Linked DNA regions of Macaca mulatta: region 2 is linked to region 1. The links are chromatin contacts, called in public Hi-C maps. All regions are on one chromosome and are shown on one strand. Each heading gives the region's core, a stretch centred on a gene start, on an enhancer-like site or on the middle of the called end of the contact. The rest is flanking DNA. Distances are from core to core; before and after follow the strand shown. Region 1 holds the start of FGFR1OP2 (FGFR1 oncogene partner 2). Region 2 holds the start of TM7SF3 (transmembrane 7 superfamily member 3).

The links. Hi-C and Micro-C count contacts between places; a contact is called where the count stands out from the background.
Region 2: a Hi-C map of liver shows a contact between it and region 1, with 4 times the contacts expected there. The contact joins the promoter of TM7SF3 here to the promoter of FGFR1OP2 in region 1. A contact is called at or near these places in 5 of 14 Hi-C or Micro-C datasets (blood, cortical neurons, fetal cortex germinal zone and 2 more).

What each region holds. Positions count from the first base shown.
Region 1 is chr11:29,297,855-29,305,479 of T2T-MMU8v2.0, reverse strand. It overlaps FGFR1OP2 (FGFR1 oncogene partner 2), which reads right to left and starts at 3,974. Exons shown (of 6, transcript NM_001257773.1): 1 at 3,838-3,974. It overlaps INTS13 (integrator complex subunit 13), which reads left to right and starts at 4,000. Exons shown (of 16, transcript XM_077953754.1): 1 at 4,000-4,278; 2 at 5,739-5,974. The coding sequence starts at 4,167.
Region 2 is chr11:29,377,750-29,385,374 of T2T-MMU8v2.0, reverse strand. TM7SF3 (transmembrane 7 superfamily member 3) reads left to right here and starts at 3,526. Exons shown (of 12, transcript XM_001099269.5): 1 at 3,526-3,832. The coding sequence starts at 3,742.

The DNA.
Region 1 (7,625 bases), core at 2,725-5,224:
TCTGGGAGGCCAAGGCAGGCGGATCACAAGGCCAGGAGATCGAGACGAGCCTGACCAACATGAAACCCTGTCCCTACTAAAAATGCAACAATTAGCCGGGTGTGGTGGCGCACGCCTGTAATCCCAGCTACTCGGGAGGCTGAGGCAGGAGAACTGCTTGAGCCCGGGAGGTGGAGGTTGCAGTGAGCTGAGATTGCGCCATTGCACCCCAGCCTGGGCGACAGAGCGAGACTCCAACTCAAACAAAAAAGCCGAATGACAGCGCCACAAAGAAAGGAAGGAGCCAAACTACCAACAAAAATAGAACTTCTGATCCCCAGTCTAGTGTCCTATTCTTAAGTCACACTGGATTCCCAGGGTTCTGTTTGCTTTTCACCTATACAGAAATCATTTCAATCTCATTAGGTGGAAAACAAAAGAAAGTAAATTCTCTGACCCTACCCCACAAATGGAACATCCAAGATATTTTTTAAAATTTTCAAGCCGCCATAGAAAAGAAATGGGAATGTATATGAAGACAAATTTTAAAGAATTAAAAAAATTCAAATATTTTCCAGACTTAACAGCCTAGCAAGCAACCATTTTAATTAGGTGTCACAGTTAATTACAAGATTAATGAATGTTTACTGATTGGCTTTTTAAAATTGCAATTAACATCCACTTTATGAAAAACATTCTCTCCTCTCCAGATTGCATAATGAAATACTACTATCAAAATGAACTACATTTAAAATTTGTTAACTATAAAAACCTACCTATTCAGGGAAAGGAATTATAAACAGTAGATAGCTCAAAGCATAATTTTTTTAGCATTTCAGAAACACAGTGACAACAGTTTCTAAGAATTTGCATGTTCATTTCCTGTAAGTGAAACCACACAAAAGTTTAAAATATTTTTTAATATGCATTTACTTTATCACCTTTTTTGAAGACCATTATGCTTCCCCTCTTTTTTGGCCAGGAAGTGGAGTGGGAGGAAGAAGACTGTTTTCCAAACTCTCTAACAAGTTTCAAATTTTAAAAAACAGACTTCACTGGGAGGCCGAGACGGGCAGATCATGTGGTCAGGAGATTGAGACCATCCTGGCTAACAGGGTGAAACCCTATCTCTACTAAAAATACAAAAAATTAGCCGGGCGTGGTGGCGGGTGCCTGTAGTCCCAGCTACTCGGGAGGCTGAGGCAGGAGAATGGCCTGAACCCAGGAGGTGGAGGTGGAGCTTGCAGTAAGCCGAGATGGCGCCACTGCACTCCAGCCTGGGCGACAGAGCAAGACTCCATCTCAAAAAAAAAAAAAAAAAACAGACTTCAGTAAAAAAGGAATATTCTAAACTTTTTGACCTATTTTTGTAGTGCCTATCTTAACTGGCCATAATACACTTACTTACATTATTTTCTCTAGGCAGGTCCAAATTACAGGTGAATCTTTTTTTTTTTTTTAGCAAGTTAAAAAAATTATTTTTTTCTTTTCTGCATTAGTCACATTCTCGCCCACTTTACCACCCAAAGACTTTTGCAGTCAGACTCCTGGCAGAAGGCTCAGAACATTCTGCTGCTGATAAAAGAGAAACCACCACCCACCCAAGACAGCAATTGCCAGCTGTTTACTTTCAGATTTTGGTTAAGAAAAATTTAAGGAAATTCAAGTCATATTTTTCAAGCCAACCTCAGAAAATAAATGGGAATATATATGAAATGTAAGAGAAATTTTAAGGACTAAAAAAATTTCAAGTATTTTCTAGATAATAAAAGCCTAGCAACCATTTTAATTAGGCGTCACATTAACTATAAGATCAATGAATGTTTACTGATTGGAAACTTTGTTTCCCTTATCGGCCAATCCACTACTCCTACCACTACATCTACACAGAAATACTGTGGCTACTGATACACCACAGATGTGTTTTTAAATGTCGACAATCTAGTTTAAATTTTTTCATGTTCAGGTATATATCTCTAATATTATATGAACTGACCCATATGAAAATAAAAAAACTAAAAGGTATAGTCATGGTTTTCAAATAAACTTATAATCTTAAGAATGCAAGAAAGAATGCATGTAAATTACATATAAAAACAAGCATTTACACAGACATATCGCTGTATCTGAAAGCAAAGAAAATTTTCACTGTTCTTGAAAACAGTGGAATGAATATACGTTTGTAAATGTATAGACACTTTCTGAAGAAAATTAATTTTTAAAGTTGGAAGAAAGATTTTGGAAGTAATGACACGAGGATTTTTTAAAATATTACACGTTCCCTTAGAATTATGGCTGAATATAAGTTTCATATACATATGTTTAAACAGTTATGACAATTCAAGAAGGAACCTAATATAAACCAGCTATTTCTAACCTACAGGCGAAGGAGTCAGTGGAAGAGTTGCCTGAATGCACATACTCCAAGCACTGTCTGTAGTCAATGGAGATTTCTGCTCCATTTCTCAAATATAAAGATACTACAAAAATAAAATACAAAATCATTTAAAAGCATAGTAGTTTTCTGTCATTATACGTAATTTCAATCAACAATTACTAAAAGTACAACTGCGTGTGTATTAGAAGTGCAGGGTTTCTCACATTCAAAACAGGTCAGGAGCCTTTAAGCCAATGTACAGAGTTCCTTCTGGCTCCAAAATTCTATGATTTTAAAGGATGAAGAACTCTTATGGTGAATTCTTTAGAACTATTCAATTTCAATAAATATACATATGTATATATAAATAATGCTTGCTACGTGTCAAGTATTGGACTTTTTCTCAGAGATGAGTAAGACCTGATTCCAGACAGACCCAGGTTCAAATTGGCAGGAGAGGCAGATACAGAAACAAATAATACAACCTAATAAATACTGCAGAAGAAATGTTTCAAATGCGTAGGGAGCACAGCGGTATCAATGTCACCTGGGGGAGTATGAGAAGACAATGATTTATGAATTGGGTTTTGATAGGCGGTAAAAGAGAGGAACAGTAAGTATCCTAGACAGATGGTACTGCACGTACAAAAGTACAGAGCTGTCAAAGTGCATGGCATGTTTGGGGAAACAGCCAGTATAATCTGGTATGGTCGGATATTAAAGCAAGACTAAAAGGTAAAATGGATTGGGGCAGACTGTAAAAGATCCTGAATGATGATGTGCTTAACAATTAGGATTTGATTCTGTCAGCAATACAGTTACTAAAAAGTTTAAGGAAAGGACAGAGATAAATATGTATTTTAGAATAACTCTATGGAAGGATTATAGCAGAGAAACCAGTGGAGGGCGGGGGGCGGGAGGGCAACCGCACTAATTCTGGCGAAAAAAATAATAATAATACAATGCAGTGTGAGTGGAAATGAAGAACCAAGGATGATTCCTGGTTTTCCAGTTTGGATAGCAGGACAGATACTGGAACCGTTATCAGAGATGGGATACAGAAGAAAGGCAAGAAGTAAACCAGAAAAGAGTAATACCCCTTGGAGAGCAGTTTCAAGAAACAAGTTATCTCCATTAGACGCTGCAAACAGGTGACTGAAAGGGTCCCCCGTCCGGTGGTGAGCCCGCAGGTGGCCAAGGCAGGATGAAAGTAGATACGGAAGGTGTGTCCAAAGCGTTAGGGCCAAGGCTTTTCACTAAACTTTCCGCACCCCATCTCCATTATGAGGAGCTCGGAGCCGGAGGGGTGCGGAGAGGAACTCCGGTTCCCAGGAGCTGGGAACCTGCGGCTGGAAGCGGCCAGGGCTGCGCGCCGGTGGTTCAAGAGGCGCAAGGCACCGGCCCGGGCGAAAGACTGCCCCAGCGAAGGACGCCTCCGAGTCGCCCACCCCTGCTCCCGTCCCTGGATTTAGTCCACTTACTCTGCTCTTAGTCCCTCGCAGCCGTCAGCTGTGGCGATGCGGACTCAAAGCCTCTACTAACCGGGACCTAGGCACTCAAAGGAAGAGACTCTGCGCCCCTAATCCGCCTCCTCAGCAAGCAGACGCAGAGCCGCACGGAGGCAGCGTAGGGGTGTCCGGGCAGACAGTGGCGTTCAGCCCCATCACCGGATGGGTAGACACCTCCGCCGACCGCCTCCGACAGGCTCTCCCGGAGGACTCCAGCCTCGCGAGATTTCCTTCCTCGCGTTACGGTGGGGCAAAACCGACCACTCTCCGCTTTGCGCGAGAAAGCGGGGCGGGGCCCTTGTATGTCCCTCCCTATTCCTCCCCTCCCAGGCCTTCGCTCGGCCTCTCGCAAAGTCTCGCGAGTTTTTCCAGGGGAAACCGGCCAGGGTGGAGAGACAGAGAAGGGGAGACCGGGTGGGTGGGCCGTACGCTCAGGGGGCCGTGGTTGGTACTTCGCTGTTGGGGAGGCTTTCAGGTCGCCCAGATCCTGCTTCCCAATGGGTGACTGGGAAAATTAGTGGGTGGAAAATCTCGAGGGGTGGAGGCTTTTTTTTCCTCTTTGGCCCCGCCCTCTTCCTGTTCGGCGACTGGGAAGCCTGGCCCTCCGAGGGGGAAGGGAGACTTGGCGGGGCTGTCGGAGATCGCTGTGCGCACGCGCGAGCCCGAGTGTGTGAGTGTGCACGCGCACGCGCGCTCTTGCTCTCAGGAAGCCTGGGAAGGACCGGTGTGCTAGGAGATGATCGGGGAAAGCATAGTCCCCTGTCTGTGGCACCAGACACTCCCGACTGTGCGCTGACTCTCCCCACCCAGCCAGCAGCCTTTTCCAGAGAGGCTGTGGTCCATAGCCTCTTCGTTTTCACTGCAGGACCAGGCACGAAAGTAAGCGAACCTCGATCCTGAGGTCTTATCCACTCACCTTGTATTTTCCACCCCCCACCCTGCAGCAAAGTGGGTCTAGAAGGTTTCTCAGAGAGTTTTGCGTGAAGGGGAGATGCGTCTTGAAAGCAGGAGGTGAAAATAGCTGGATCGTAAGAAATCAGTTCGTTTTGATTAACACTTTGGCTTTGCTTGCCATGTGCTTTTCGAATGTGGATTGTCTATTCAGTATAAGATTTTGTTAGCGAAGCAGGGGAGTACCATATGCTCTGTTTTAATAAGTAAAAGTTTTAAAAGTTTTAAATTTCCTCTTCCACACCAGTGTGATGGTAACAACTAAGTTTTTCTGCTCTACCTTGTAAATTACTGTGATGTTTCAAAAGCTAAGGGGAGAGTGTGAAGTTGGGGTCCTCATCCTAAGGCGAAGACCTAATGTGCGGTTATCTTAGGAGATGTTTATCTTTGTTTTGGCCTTTTCTTTTGCTGTCACTCCACTTTCCTGTTAATTCCGCACCCCTACCCCCCAGTCCCCCTTTTCCAGAAATCTTCAAACGTTTTTCTAGGAGGGAAGTCCAAAAATACTGGCTTGGGGTTTATATGTGACGAACGTCAATTAGCAAGGACCATAAAGGTGTATTTCAAGAGTATTTGTCACTTACTATGTTTCGTATATGTAAGGGAATCAAATACAATTAAATGTCAAAATGTTTCCCTCTGACAATTTTAAGTTCATTTTAAAAGCAAAACCAAAAATGTATGCACTAGTAATTTTGTCTGTGCCTGGTAGAGTAACAGCCTCATATGGTGTATTGATACCGTTGCTTTCTGGTCATGACCTCATTAAACTGTCCTTTGTTGGACAGATTTCTTTGAACATATTACTCATGTTCCCTATCAAGTCTTCTTGAGGAAAAGAATCTTCTTGAGAAAATAAGAAAAAATTTAAGATACTAAATGTTATGTATAAATATTTGGCTAATATGTTTTTCCCTTTACAGGTCAAAACAAAATGAAGATTTTTTCTGAATCTCATAAAACAGTGTTTGTTGTGGATCACTGCCCTTATATGGCAGAATCATGCAGGCAGCATGTCGAGTTTGATATGCTGGTGAAGAATAGAACCCAAGGAATCATTCCTTTGGCCCCCATATCTAAATCATTGTGGACTTGCTCAGTAGAATCTTCCATGGAATATTGTAGAATAATGTATGATATATTTCCTTTCAAAAAGCTGGTGAGTGTGAAGTACAAACAAAATCATGATTTTGGGGATGTACTTAACTGCATAAATGAATTTTTTATATGAATTTGCTGTAGATTATGACTGTGTGTTTATTACTTAAAATGTGGTACATAACGCTGCCCTTTGGGATGAATATATAATGGATGTTTAATTGGGGCCGGTAATAATAACAGCTAACAATTATTGAGCACTTACATGTACCAGACATATTTCAAAGTGCTTCATGCTTATTAATTTCTTTAATTCTCATAACAGTCATCTTAGGTAGGAACTGTAGTTATTGAAGCAATGGTCAAAGTATGTAACAACCAGTATAGAACACAGACTGACCATTGAGAGCTGTTGTCAAACTGTGCTGGCATGTAGCAGCTGAGTGTCAGTCTTGTTTGTTGCTTCCCTGTTGTAGATCCAGAAACTGAGGTAAAGAGAAGAAACTTGTCCTGAGTCACATAGTTACTTAGAGGCAAAGCCAGAATTTGAACCTAAGCTGGCTGGCTGCTTGCAAGTTTAGCAAATATATACTAAACCGCTGTATTGTTTGGCCATATTAGAAAGAAATACTTCTTTAAGAACGCTGAGTGGAAATGGTTTATCAATAAGAAGAGAAATGGATGATTGATAGAAATTACAGGTATTAAAGTTTAGTCTTAGAATTCAGTATCTTAAATGTCTTATTTTGGGGAAGTCATTTGGTTAGCCACAAGTGGAAGACTTGCTTTCTGTCTTACTTGAAGCAGCCTAGACTGGGACCTAGCCAATTCTTAGACTGAGGAAGGTAGGGCAGTAGAGTAAAGGTGAACATAGTCTGATATTATACATTCAGATATATTCCAAATTAAAATATAAGCCCTTCTTAAAATTTGTGTGCATTCTGTGTACGATAAAAATATATAATGAGAGGGAATATAACTGATGTAGAGCACAGGCTTTGGTTCAGACCTTGGCATGGTTAGCTACCAGCCGTGTGACTTTGATCATATGTCTTAATCTCTCCAAGCCTCAGTTTCCTCCCATGTCAATATAACACTTCCTTGATGTAAGCTTTAAAAGAGATACATCTAAGTGAAGTGGCTTGTAAAATATGTCCCTGTCAGATAAGCCTTGGAAGAGAAGACCAATTATCAGACTTCTTGGGGGAGGAAGGAAAACTAGTATTTCATCGATATATAAGGAAAAAGATCATAGATTAGATCGTGTTGTCCAGAGTAAAGAGAGAACTCTAACCCTCTACCCAAAAAGGAACATGGGTCAGAATCATCATTTGATAAGTTTTCGAAAATATTCCTTGTCATTATCTTACCTGATAGCAGGTAATTTTAAATTTTCAAATTTGCATTTTACTTTAAAACTTAGCGTAAAGTCCATATACATTATTTTGGCTTTCAGTGCCCTATACGATACAGCTCCTGCCTATTTCTCTGAGTTTGTCTCCTCTCCCACTGCCTGCTCTGACTTTCGCCCTTTCCAGTGTATGTGCTCAGATGCCTTTGCATTTGTTGTTTGCTGTACCCAGATATTCCCTGATTTACAGTGGCTGGTTTTGGATTGCCTTCAGTTGCCACTGCTATGGAGAGTCCTTCTCTGATCACCCAATCTAAAGTAGCTAATTAACTTATTTTTCATAACGTTTATCACTCTCTGA
Region 2 (7,625 bases), core at 2,277-4,776, 80 kb before region 1:
TCTTAACCACCTAAAGATAACTATTTTAAACATTTTGGCATGTATTTTTCAACCTTTTTTTCTATGCACATAACCAGGAATGCATACTACAAAGAAAACAAGGCAGGCACAGTGGTTATGAGCCTGCAGTCCCAGTTAGTCTGGAGGCTGAGGTGGCAGGATTGCTTGAGTCTGGTGACAGAGCAGGAGCACCGTCATCTTGGACAAACACCGCCACTTTAAGTTCCAGCTCCCTTTCTAGCCTCATGCATTTCAAGGAAATCACTTCTCTTCTAACTATAAGCAGCCAGAAAGAGGAGACAGTAAAACACAGATAAGACAGCTCAGGCACAAAGGGAGGTGAGGGGAAAGTCTCTTGGGTAACTGCCAAACTTCACCCTCATACAATGGACCCCAGTAAAACAGTGGGCCTTAATAAGTACATTCCGTTCCCTTCAGATGCACTAAGATAGGGAAGGTAAAAGCAGACTCAGGGATATGCCTGCAGCTGCAAAAAGATGTATGGGAACAGACACACAACTCTCCCTCCCAGATAAGCACAACAGACACAGAAGCAATCTAAGCCTCTGATAAACACTCCCACCCTAAATCCTTAAAAACTCTTAGTCCGTAAGAGAGTGTGCCTCTAACCTAACTGGCCAGAAGCCCCTCTCAGGTTTGTTTTCTCTACAATAAACCCATCCTTGACTTCTAAGTCACCTTTCCTGTTTTTTTCTCTTTCTTCAATTCTTACATCTGGGAGTTTGAGGCCAGCCTGGGTAACATAGTGAGATCTTGTCTTTTAAAAAAAATTACAGGCCGGGTGTGGTGGCTTATAATCCCAGCACTTTGGGAGGCCAAGGCAGGCAGATCACAAGGTCAGGAGTTCGAGACCAGCCTGGCCAACATGGTGAAACCCCATCTCTACTAAAAAAATTAGCTGGACATGGTGGTGTGTGCCTCTAATCCCAGCTACTTGGGAGGCAGAGGCAAGAGAATTGCTTGAACCCAGGAGATGGACGTTGCAGTGAGCCAAGATTGCTTCACTGCACTCCAGCCTGGGAGACAGAACAAGACTCCATTTCAAAAAACAAACAAACAAACAAACAAACAACAAAAGTGTATCCATTCCTCTGAGTCAATAAAAGATGTGTTAGAAAAAAAAAGAAAAACCACATACTATATATACTTATTGCATCATCAGTTGCCTTTCCATAAAGACTTCAATCAGAATATAAATGAAGGGCTGCACAGGATTCTATTATAAAGCTGTATCATAGGTTATTTAATTCCTAATTGTTGGGCATTTAGGTTGTTTTAGATACTCTAAATAATACCTTCATGAATAGTTTTGTACACTAAATTTTTTTTAAGAGATGGGGTCTCACTATGTTGCCCAGGCCGGAGGGCAGTGGCTATTCACAGGTGCAATCATAGAGCACTGCCCCCTTGAACTCCTGGGCTGAAGCAATCCTCCTGCCTCAGCCTCCTGAGTATCTGGGACTACAGGCATGTACCACTTCCCCCAGCTTATACTAATTTTTATATGTGTATTTAATTACATACTTAAATCTTAAAGTGGATTATACCAAATCTACAAAAATAAGATTTTTAAACATTTTTGATGCGGATTACTTTATTGAAGTGTATATTCCCACTATCCCTACCTACTAAGAATGCCTCCTTCTCAGCTCTTTTATCCGTACTGGATGTTCTTATACTTTAAAAATATTTACATATTAATTTCTTAATTTGATTTGTTTGTTTACTAGTGAGATTGAACTTTTTTCATGTATTTACTGGTAATTTGTATTTCTTTTTTTTTTGGGTGAAATTCCCTATTCGTGTCCTTAGCTAATTTTTATTTTTTGGTCATCAACTTGCCTTTTCATATTGCTTACGTGTTTAATAAAATTTAAATATTTATGTAAAAAGTATTTATGTAGCCAAGTCTACCAATATTTTCCTTTATGGTTGTTTCCTTTGCTGTTTTGCTTCTTAGAAAGCTCCTCCCTTTTTGAGATCAATTTATTAAAAAAAAAAAAGAGAGAGAGCCCTCTTCTGCTAGTTCTTTTATGGTTTATTACTTTGCGGTTTTGTTTTCACAATTAGTGTGAGATAGTGTTCTGATTCTTTCTGCCCATAGTGCAGCTAATCAGTAATAACACAATTTATTGAATAATCCATCCACTGATTTAGATGCTACCCTTATCATAATTGTTCCTTTCATGTTCCTTGGATTTCATCTACTGAGGGTTATAGGAATAGGGGCACGTGGGAGAGTGAATAAGCATTACAGAAATAGATAGTAGTACCAAAGGTGTGAAAATTTGGACGGGGCAGTGTGAGAGCAGAAAAGGAACTGTGCCTGTGGCAAAGATTATTTGCTTGGCCAAACTTTAGTACGGCTTCTGAATCTTCTGCTAGGTCCATCTGTGCACTTCTTTGTAAAAATCCAGTTTTAGCGAAGATCCCCCCTTTCCTCCATATCTAATGTTTCCTCACCCTCCACCATGCCCCAGGTGATGTTCTGTCTTCAGGATGAGTCCTGTTAGAACGTCAGTTTCACTAAATGCCCCTTACCTCTGATGTTTCCTCTTAGTAATTTTCCATCCGCTGAACTCCATGCTGCTGGTTGGCTACCAATTCCCTCTTCCCCGTGCTGTATTCAGAGTTGAGCCCAGTCCCTCTTCCGCACTGCAAGACCCAGTTGCAGTGGTCCCTATGCCAACTGAGACAGTCCTCAATAGTCTTCGTTCGTTGCTTCAAGTATCATTGAATAATTTTGTCTTTAACACCTCTTCACATTATGGTCACAGCTATAGATGGTTAGTAGTAGGTTAACTGAACATGTAATTTCCAAGCTGTAAGTTGCTCATCAAAATATGTAAGTAAAAAAACCAAAACCAGGGAAGGAAAGCAAGACAATCCTCCCCAAATAACTTTAAATCTATGCGTCTAATTCCACATCATCGATGAGCCATCTGTCACATGGACTACTGTCCCTTAAACAGCACTCAGGTATGAGACTTGAGAGGAAGTTCAGACCAAGGCCGTGTCTTCGAGGATATTTCGCTTAGAGAAAACGAAACTGTTTTTAAATGTAGTGCTCATGACTAGTGCGCTACTACACAAACAGCATTCTCCTGGCGTTGTTACACTAACATAAGCCTCAGCAGCGAAGACAGTTGCTACCGGGGGAAATAACCTTCGACTGTGTTTTTCGCAACCGATTCCTCTTTTTTTTTGCTGTTGTAAAGGACCGTTAAAGACGGAAACAGAAGGTTGGTGACGTTAGTCCGCAACAGAAAGTTATTTTGTACTTTCACAGTGGCTTGCCTACTTGGTGAGATAAAAGTGGGAAGACTGGACCTCAAGCCAGGATGTCCTGGGGGCTCCCGGGAGCGTCGCGGGCTGCGTGTTCCCCGCGCGCCGGCAGGAGGCGCGCGCTGCCTGGAAATGCCCCAGCGCCGCCCGCGCCCGGAGACCCGCAGCAGTGACGCAGCGAGAGCCCGGGAGGAGGCGCGGGAACGCGCGCCTGGGGTCAGGTGCCGGAAGAGGAAACCTCTCGCTGGCGCTAGGAGTGCGGCGGGGCGCGCGCCGGCGGCTGCGGAGCTGGCAGGTGCTAGGCGTCTGCACCTGGCAGGCGATGACGCCCGGTGCGGACGCCCCGGGATAGCGCGGGCGAGGCTGCGGGGCCCCGGCGCGCACGCCCGCATCCCTCCCTGGCCCTGGCGTGGGCCCAGCCCGGCCCTGGCAGCAATGGGGCTCCTGCAGCTGCTGGTCGTAGCGGTGCTGGCATCCGAACGCCGGGTGGCGGGTGCAGCCGAGGTCTTCGGGAACTCCAGCGAGGGTAAGGTCGGGGCACCTGGCTTCTGCCTCCCAAAGTTGCTTTTGCATTTCTTGCAAGGTCAAAATCAGCCCGGGGTCTGTCAGCCTAGCAGGGCGATGGTGCTGGGGTACTTGCCGGGTGGTGAGTCCAGAACGGGCACGAATGGTGTTTCCTGCAGTGGAAACACGCATGGCTAAGGAGGCCTTATTATTAACCTCCTCATTTAGCGGAGAAAATGGGAAGAGACAAATAATTCTCTTTCTTTTAACGCAGTATTATCTCCCTTAGGGAGCAGCCATGTTTGTGGCTTTAATTTAACATACTAAAGCGCCTCTTTACTCCCCAGTGGACTGAGCTTCTGGACAGCAAGACTTGGGGTGGAACTAGGGGCTTAATGACTGATGGCTCTCAAGCTGCATGGAACTTTTACACCCCCCAAATCTAGAGGCTTTTCAAATTGGTTATGTTCTGCAGAGTTTGAGAGGAAAAATGAATCCAGAATGGGGCTTTATTTATTTTTAAAGAGCCTTTACCATCTAATTTATTAATACCATCTGGAGACAGGAAAACATTACATACTCACAATGAGAAATAAAGGACTTTCTGAATAACAGATACATAGACATATAGATAGAGAATGTACACCCTCAATTCTACAGGTTCAGCCACAGATGAAAAATAAACACAGAAACACAAAAGCTTGCCAGTCCAGGTATCAGAGTTGTTCTCCTTACTTGAGGGCAAGAAATTTCTCATCGATTTGACCTCAAAAAAGACAAGTGGACAAAAACTGTGTTCTCTGTTGTCTCATATCCAACAGGAAATAGGTCTCTATGAGATATTAATTCGTTTACAGATCACAAAATTCCCAATCATTGCAGCTACCAACAGGAAATAACTTGTCATCCATAAGTGAACTGTAAAAAGTAACAATTTAATAGAGAGTAAAACTAAAATGAGAAAAACAAGAATCAACGAAGTTCTCTTGCCACTTCAAATTCACCTGTGGGAGCCAAGAAGAAACATGCCTGGGCTTGGCTCCCTATGAGTACACCATTTTTGATGATTTCAGGTGCCTTTTTTTTTTTTTAGCCGGAGTCTCATTCTGTCACCCAGGCTGGAGTGCAGTGGCATGACCTTGGCTGACTGCAACCTCCGCCTCCTGGCTTCAAGCGATTCTCCTGCCTCAGCCTCCCTGGGTAGCTGCGATTACAGGTGCCCGCCACCACACCCAGCTAGTTTTTGTATTTTTAGTACAGACGGGGTTTCACCATGTGTGCAGGCTGGTCTCGAACTACTGACCTCGTAATCTGCCCGCCTTGGTCTCCCAGAGTGCTGGGATTACAGGCGTGAGACACCGCGCCCGGCCGATTTCAGGTGACTCTTGCTCATCTCAGTGAGAACTCAGAATGGAGTGTTAGATTGTAGGTCTTGTGCTTGGTGAATGAGTTTGGGCAACAGCTCATGGTTTGTTAATATAAAATGTCAAAGGCACTAGTTGTGCCAGGCAGATCATCATGTGCTTTTCCATGAAATTAAGCGCATTCTGTTTTGTTTTGAGGTTTATAGACTAGTCGCAGTTCTGAAACATAATATTTTCTGAATAATGTGATTGTGTTCCTATGCACTTATATTTGAAAAGCCCTCGTGCAAACTGAATTCTAGGATCTTTGTATAGGACTGAGGCCAAAGTTGAAAAGGGCAATTTTTTTTTTTTCCAGAAAAACCTTGCTTATAATAGAGCACTAACATTCCCTGTGTATAGTGTGTGCCAGGTGCTTTCCATGTGCAGTGTTATTTAATCCCTACCACCCTACAATATAATGATCTTCCTCACTTATCAGAGGAACAAATGAACAGCTGCTAGGGTTACAGATGGGACTTGGACCCAGGTGAGTCTCCCTGCAAATTTCATAGTCCTTCCACTTCAGTAAAGCTGCCTTCCAATAAGAATATCTTACATGGCATGGTGCTTTGTACTTAATCCTTCTGTGAATCCTCATTCTTCAAAGTAGCTTTATGATGGAGGTAGAAGAGATGCTATCTCCATTTTAACAGGTGAAAAATTTGAGATATTAGAGTTTTTACTTGATCGAGGCCAGCCCGAGTCAGAAGAGCAGGCATCCAGACCTTTTTCTTTCTAGTTGGTGTTTTAGTATTTCATACCTAGAAATTTTTATACAAAAGTTAAAATATATGAATAAGTTGAGAAATTAATATTTTTTCAGACACTATTTTTTTACCTCTCTGCTATGATTAATAGCACTGATATTCCTCAATGTTATTCTTTTTGCCTTGCATTGGTATTGTCATTCTGTGCAAAAGAGGGACAATGTGGGGACCTAACTGCTGAGTGATAATAAAAGCTGATATTCTCCACATCTGTCAGATAAAAATCAGTGTGGAAGGGTAGAAGGATGTAGTTCAGGATTTGCATAATCTTCCTAGAAAATGGCTGGATTGATGTTTGATGATGATGATTCTGATAACCATACAAACTGAAGAAACTGAGCATCTGCTGTAATTTAGGAGGATTTACCCATCTTTGGCAGGATGAGCTAACTTGCATGACTTCGGTAGTGGCCTGAATGCTAAATAAATTTTGGAACGTGGCAGATGGAGTTCCTAGAATGTCTGAGGAGGGTGCTTTCTGTGACCAGTGGGCACATGAGATGGATCACACTTTTAAGCAGTTTTTCCTTCTCTTGGAGTCCCAGTTCACTGCTGCCTTTAACATCTTTCATTTGCTTAGATTCATATCCAGTAACTCCCCTGGAATTTCATAGTAATTGGACTTGAGCACAGCATCATTTGGGCCTTGCAGTCTTCGTGCTGTTGATGGTGCTTTACCAAGGTAGCAGGCCATTTGTGGTTAGTTGCAAGTGCTGTCTTTCTCTAAAAAGTGTATGATGCTAATATGTTTATTTTTGTGTTTCCTTTCAACCTTTAGGGCTATTGAACATTTGTAAGAAGATAACAATGAGAAATTGGGAGGGGCAGTTGACAGCTGACCAACTCAAGTAGCTGAACTGTTTTTGTTTTTAATCTGAAGAGAAGACTAGGCTATGATAGATTTCTCTTAGAATTTGGTTGTTGTGTTGAAACACAAACAGTGGAAGTAAATTTTAGTAAAATAGTAAAAAGGAGGAGTTGGAAATTTTTATGGTTGCCAGATTAGGATCTGATTCGGAAAGAAAAAGGAAAAGGTTAGGATTGGGCAGCACTTTTTAAAGTGGAATTATTGGAAAGAAAAAGTGATTCTGAGTAAGAATGGAAGATGGGTGTGAAAATTGTTTCAAGTCCCTTCTATAGGTCAGATGGCAAAAAAAAGCCATTTCTTTTTAGAGGAAAGCTAGTGGAAGTGCCCCAACTTGATGTTAGCCATTTGCTTTGTAATATCTTTTGATGTGCTGTCTTTTTTCCTCCTACTCTCCAAGTCATAAGATCTAATTATGCCTCATAAAATGCTTCTAATAAATCCTTTTCCATATGCCTTAGAGGTGAAATTAAATTCCTGTTAGCTTCTTCAGGATATCTTTTGGGTATGTGTCTTCTTTTGCTAAATCTGTTTTTATGAGCAGAAATTGTATGAGTTTCTAACAGACTGAGCTGTTTAAGTTGCCTTGACTTTCAGTATCTTTTGTTGTCACTCTGTGGAAGTCTATTTCTCAACGTAATGCTTATGATGTGCCTGGAATTTCTGTGACTGCCCTGTACATGTTAGTCCCTTTCTTCCCGCTAATTTATTTGTAGGGCTGCTTTGAGTGCCTGATTCTTTTTCTTTCTTTCTTTCCTTTTCTTTCTTTCTTTCTTT